Regions from separate parts of the Zea mays genome. Here region 1 is linked to region 2. Evidence: chromatin contacts called from public Hi-C data. All regions are on one chromosome and are shown on one strand. The core of a region is the stretch at or near the end of the contact, and the rest is flanking DNA. Distances in the headings are between cores, read along the strand shown.

Evidence for each region. Hi-C and Micro-C count contacts between places; a contact is called where the count stands out from the background.
Region 1: a Hi-C map of leaf shows a contact between it and region 2, with 4 times the contacts expected there. The contact joins two enhancer-like sites. A contact is called at or near these places in 5 of 25 Hi-C or Micro-C datasets (ear, leaf, seedling and 1 more).

The regions. Positions count from the first base shown.
Region 1 is chr1:60,773,936-60,777,235 of Zm-B73-REFERENCE-NAM-5.0, reverse strand. It overlaps the pseudogene LOC109941143. Among protein-coding and RNA genes, the nearest start is that of LOC109943626, 41 kb to the right of the region's middle. Within about 2 kb of position 1,510, at least 15 of the 20 cell types and tissues checked have an H3K27ac peak or open chromatin away from gene starts, as enhancers often do. A contact at or near this core is called in ear and leaf, where this site is marked.
Region 2 is chr1:60,592,468-60,595,579 of Zm-B73-REFERENCE-NAM-5.0, reverse strand. It overlaps LOC103634945 (chromatin-remodeling ATPase INO80), which reads right to left. Exons shown (of 22, transcript XM_020546378.2): 22 at 1,424-2,300. The coding sequence ends at 2,028. Among protein-coding and RNA genes, the nearest start is that of LOC103634945, 19 kb to the right of the region's middle. Within about 2 kb of position 1,764, at least 12 of the 20 cell types and tissues checked have an H3K27ac peak or open chromatin away from gene starts, as enhancers often do. A contact at or near this core is called in ear and leaf, where this site is marked.

The DNA.
Region 1 (3,300 bases), core at 261-2,760, 180 kb before region 2:
GGTCGCCGGAGACGGTGGTGAAGATCCATGACAAGACGACGCAATCCGTCTAGACCCAAACGGGGCGATCGGGATGTGTCGCGTCCTCGAGGACGTGCGGGGTAAGGGCGTACTTGCCGAGCACGGTGAGGAATATGCCGCGCCATTTGGTGTAGGTGTTGGTAGCCTTGTCGAGGATGATGGGGATCATCGCCTTGACGTTGACGACGGTGGTGGCTTGTGTCCAGATAGCCTCATGGGCTGCTTCAAAATTGCTGAGGGCTGCAGCGCGGAGGCGTGCCGCTTCGGTACGGCGCTCGGCCTCGGCGCGGACTTCGGCTTCCTGAGCCGCCGCCGCGGCGGCAGTCGCGTCGGCGTCGTCCGCCACGAAATCCCCGGTGAGCAGAATAGGCGGAGTTCAAACGCCAACGGAGCAGCGGCGGCGCAGCGGTGGAGACGCTCGGATGAGACGCGCTCGCGCGCAGACAGCACAGCATGCGGCTGCGCGCTCGGTTGAGGACGCGCCTGGACGTCCTGCGCGCGATGGAAGCAGGGGCAGCGGCGGCCGGGAGTCCTGGGCGGCTGGGCGCTCGGATGAGACTTGCTCGCGCGCAGACGACACGGGACGGACGCGGCCGGGAGTCCTGCGCGGCGTATAGCGGACGCAGGAACAGATCAGCAGCGCGGGCGATGAGACCGGCGACACCCAGCGACGTGTGGTCAGCGACGGTGGTGGCGATCGGATCGGCGGCGGGCGCTGGTTAGGGTTGCGGAAGCGTAGCGGATCGGAACCGCGATAGATACCATGTAAGTATGTGAATGATTGATTGTATTTCAATACTGGGAATAGGAGTACATATATACAGCGCACAGGTAGCATGCAAGGCAACCGTAGATAGCGCAATTACATCCACAAATCAAGGCCTGATTACATCATGCTAACACCTAACATGGCATCGGTGAAAATTTTCGGGGACTTTTGTGCCACTGCAGTCAAATTTGAAGGTGACAGTTTCTGACTGAAGGATGAAAAAGACCACATCGCCCTTTGCTTAGTTCACATTGAAAATTTGCGTAAGTTCCTTCCATGCCACTCAGTCGTATTGGCTAAGTATTAAATCTTTTTAAAAAGTTCTTTTGGACTTGATCTCCCCGTATGGTTGACGGCATCCGATCACTGCTATGCGCGAGTTTATATAATATATATAATAAACCCAAAAATGCTCTAAATTTTGATGGTTTGATAACACGTGTTCTCAAGAAGAAAGGTGAACAAACATGGATATTCATATTCGTGTTATGGAATTTCACGTGTGTGCTTGGGCGTGGCAATGGCACGTACGGCGAGCTTGGAGACGACAGTGTCGTGTCATGTGTGTGCTTGGCGGGTACCAGCAGTGGGGCGCCGGCGTGGGCGCACAGCGGCCGCGCACACAGCCAGCTGCGGCTATCGGGTACGCGAGGTGCATGTAGGGCAAAGGTGACGTGCATGCGAGGTGCGACGACGGCAGCAGCGCACGCATGCACGTGGTCGGCCCACCACCAATCGAGTCGTCCATCTCGTCTCGGCAGCTAGCAAGACGCATCTATGGTCGAGGTGTGGTGGCCGTTCGCCGAGCTACTGCCGCACGTCGCCGAGCCGTCGCCGTCCCGCTTCGAGCCGAGCTCCTCTCGTCGGTCGGTGCCTGTAGGCTACACTGCATGCAATATTCCATTGGTCCATGAATGAATTAACATTTCTCGCTCCGTATTTTGTACGTATTATTTTATAATCTTTCCTCGGTTATTTAGAAAAATCTAGCTGTCGTGCATGATAGAACGCACGCACGTCACGTTGGTGATTTGTCATGATAGCGTGCATGCTGGTTTACGCCTCCGTACGTGAGCACCCAACTGCTGCTAGATCGTCTCGTTTAATAACTCTATGTACAATGCTAAATAAACGCTTGGAATGGTATAGAAGGAAATCAAAAATTCTAACGCCACATGAACCAAGGGCAATATGGTCTTTTCAAGCTTTGGTGAGTTGCCGTCAACCCAAAATCTAACGGTAATGGCATAAAGGGCATGGGAAAATTTTGTTAGTGGTATGTTAGGCGTCACAAGTTTTTTAATGGTATATATGGAATTTCAATTTTTGTCAGTGGCCGATAGAGAATTGACTCTTGCTTTTTTATTTGGTTCGTGGAATAGAATGAGTTGATTCATCACCACATCATTCATCATAGTTAGTTAGTTAATACTAATACGAGGAATGAGATCATCCCACCAAATTTGTGGGTGTTTGGTTTGAGTAATAAGCTAGCTAGTCCATCATCTTCTCACTACTTATTTTTTGTTTGGTTTGTGTAATGGAATAAGTTGATTGATCACCACCGCATTTCTCATAGTTAGTTAGTTGGTACTATTATGAGTAATTGAGTCATCCCACCAAATTTGAGAAATAAATCTATGATGCACCATCTTATTTTAGATTAAGTGATTTCTCAAAACAAACACCCCTTGAGGAATGGACTCATGAAGTGATTTCTCAAAATAAACACACTCTTAACAATCTAGTCCACCATGCATGGGACATCAATTAGTGACATGCCTAACTAAAATATGAGCATGTGACCATGTGCTACACAAACAAGAACTTGACATCACGAGCTGGCATATGCTTGAACAGAATTATTGCATCTTCTATATGTTATATAATTCAACATGGCACCTGTGCTCACTGGATAATTGTGATAAAGCTAACTGCATTGCTGCTAATAATCTGGAGATCATGCCATGTGGAATATAATCTTGATTGTGCTGTTTAAGTATTTTTAAAAAATGACTGGCACATACCTCGAACATTCAAAGTTCTTATCTAGTAGGCGTTGAAGCAGTAAATGCTTCATCTAGTTCTGTGTGTGTTCTGCTGTTCAGAGGTCAATGCCCTTCTTAAGGCAGTATACGCTTTTCGCAAACCATTTAATTTCAGTAGCTCGTAAGAATGTCTTGGGAAGGTCATGTAAAGAAACTGTCTAATATGATCCAAATGTAGCATGCTGCTGAAGATGACAAGGATTTAAGCTGGGATATCGAGGATGATGATAACAATACTTGAATGCCAATGGTGGTATGAAAGTGTCAATTGCATTTTTGCATGTCTTACCTTTCATTACTCGCGCAAGTTATTGTGATTTGGACAATATTGACTGGTTAGCCTTATGCTATGGACATGTGTGTACATTCTACAAAAACATGTATAATCCTGAGCCTGTCTTGTTATATTATCTAATTGTCAAATCAATACACTGATAAACATTCCACTGATGACTATAATTT
Region 2 (3,112 bases), core at 515-3,014:
CCCAATGCATTAGCCATATAGCGAGTTTAGAGCATCTCAAGTAGTTCCTAAAAGTTCCTAAATTTAATTTAGGATGTTATTAACCAAAATTAATGCTCCAACAATTCTTTAAATTCTTTAAATAAGGTCCCAAAATATATTAGCTTTCTAAATATCTCTATTTATTCCCTAGACTTAGGGAGTTGTTTGACACTCTCAATGGTCTATTTCGCGTGTTAAACGCAGTATAAAATCCATTGTCTGCCATCGATGCACTTTGAATAATTCAAGCTACGAAAAAATGATTTCATTTTCCTTGTTTGACAAGTCTAAATTTGACCCATCCAAAAAATTAGATAAAAACGACCGACCATGACTCATAATAACGAAAAATGGTAATCAAGAGAAGAATAATGATTATTGAACTTTGTCATACAAATGAACCAAATTTTAAGCTGCAAGTAATAATTAGAAAAGCCAAAAAAATATTTAACAACCTAAGAATTGGAAATGGTTGGAGACTAGAGTTCTTTTTGCTCCCTATATATATTTAGCAACTTGGTAAATCTAAGTTTAGGACCATTTTTAAGAACTAATGGAGATGTTCTTACTGGAACAAACTAAAGATGGCAACGTGGACCAATTACCCGTTACCTGGTGGGTAATTACTCTATTAGGGAACGGGTTTAGTCGTAATTTTATATCTACGAGTTTGTTAATGAGAAAAAAAAGACCCAATGCAACGTGTACGAGTAAGTACTCATTAAACTCGTACACGTGTACCTATGGGTATAAAATACCCAGAATATAGCCAACAATTCTCTAAATTTTTATTCTAACTTAATGATTTATCTTGGGCTCCTGGCTCCTGAGTACTACACGCTACATGGGTCTTAAGACACATGACATCAATAGATAGACAACCATCTAAAACAGTAAAGCACGTCCAAGACTCCAAGCTTCTGCGATGCGACTATTCGTTAATGTGCAATTCAAGCGACCAAACCGCACGCAGGCATGTGGCAATATTCGCACCTGGAAGATGGAAGGCCGGACGTTGTCACTCAACGCTCATCATTCGCCATAAACTAAGTTGAACGGATAGACGCAACTCCAGCACTCTAGACGGATATGGGTATCCGTCACGTATAGAATACCTGACGGATCTCGATATACGTGTGGAATTGTACCTATGTATAGGTACGGGTATTAGCTAGAGTAGAAAGTTTTTAGTTTAACAGGCCAGTCCTGGAGTAGTAAAATCCGGCGAATCTTCAGTCGTTGCCATCTTTAGAACAAACTAAAACCGAGTAGGTCCCATTGGGCATTAGCCATATATTGAGTTTATTGGAGATGTGCTTTTATTCGGGCGGTGCTTCTACGGGCTAATAGACGTGGGCTTGTTTGAATGATGGCGTGAAATTTTTGCATGACAAATCTGTCGTTCGACAAAAACAAACTATTTAGAGGGTGTTTGACAGCTGTGTTCCAAAAGTCGAAAATTAAATTTATACTGCAGCTCCCAAAACTACTTTACAACTCTGAAGTTAGGATTGAGCCATACCAAACGCCCCCCTTAAAATACATTACAACATCACGGCAGCTATTTTCCAGCCGTGTTCCATTGCTTTAATTATCAACACCAAAACTATCGCCAATACAGATATAGCTACCCTCTTTACGCGAAACTATTTCTGTGTGTGCTGGTCATGGACCCTCCACCTCCTCCATTATGGTCACAGCCAGCACAACGAATACTGCAGATGTGGACTGCATGTTAACCTCTGGAGGATATAGCCCTCGCCTCTAAAAGGCAACACCCTCTCCCTCTGTCAGCTTATTGCTACGGACCACCGCACTGACGGCCTAATCACCTGATTTCGCTGATTTTAGTATGGGAGGTGTGTGGTTAAATAATCTGTGTGCTTCCCATGTCTGTACCATGTAGAAGGCTCCTGATCTACACACCTCTGATGCCCAAGCTCAGCATAGTAAATTACTCGTCTTGCCATGTATCATCCTCGGTTCTCGTTTATATGTCAAGTGGATCAGGCTGCAGTGCCGTCTTGAACCTCTTCTGTACCATCATAATCATGGGCTCTGTGATTTTCTGCCGGTTCCTCATCACCTGCAGCAGCCGCTAGTTCCTTATCAGTAATGCTCTTCATCAGCCTTTTTGATCTTTTAGGCCTTGGTTCGCCGATCTGTTCATTTTCTGTGTGAATACTCCCCGGGTGATCACCTCCCACATCGGGCTCTCCATTCTTGTCCGTACTGTCATTGTCATGAGTATTCGTATGCTTCTTGTGGGAGCTCTTTTTCTGGAAATATTTTTTAAGAAAATTAATTAGCAAGGCTTCTTAAAAAATATCAAGTTGGATAGACAAGGTGGCAAGAGAACATATAAAAACAATTTTGAGCATAACTGTTTTGCACCCTACGAGTAACCAATACAAAAGGTCTCAACTCTCGAGCATCAAATTAAAAGGTCTCAACTCTCAAGAGCAACAAATAGAACGGCAATTTTGATTGCAAGATGAGGCACCCGAATATGACGTCAAAATGCATAGTGGCTCACGAAGGCAAATGCAAGAAATTCATAGTAGCAGAGAATTCTCAAGCCCGATCATTTCTGTTTGGTGCTCTCAATTTGCACTGATATTGCACAAATACAGCAGTCATAGTATTAGTCATCATATATGGACTAAAATGCAAGTCAAGTTCAACCAATATAGCCCAAATCGAAACCCCATATAAGGTTTAAATAGGTGCTTAAATTAAGTTCAATCCATTGAGGCCGGTCTCTTTCAGGTTCGCTACTTGTCGCGCGTCCTTGACTCTCCTACATTAGAGTTCAGCGGCCTCTCAAGTATGGTGGTCTGGAAGTGCATGACCGCGAACGGTTCGGCTGGGCACTGCGTATTAGATGGCTGTGGTTACAAAAGACAGACAACTCACGACCTTGGGTACCTTGGGTCGGGCTGCCCATCCATGTACCAAAGAAGCCTCATGCTCTCTTCGATGCGGTGGTTACCACCTTGGTTGGCAATGGGGAAAATACAAAATTCTGGGCTGACAGATGGCTGCAAGGGAAAACTGTTGTGGAATTGTCTCCTAACCTTTTCAGTTCAGT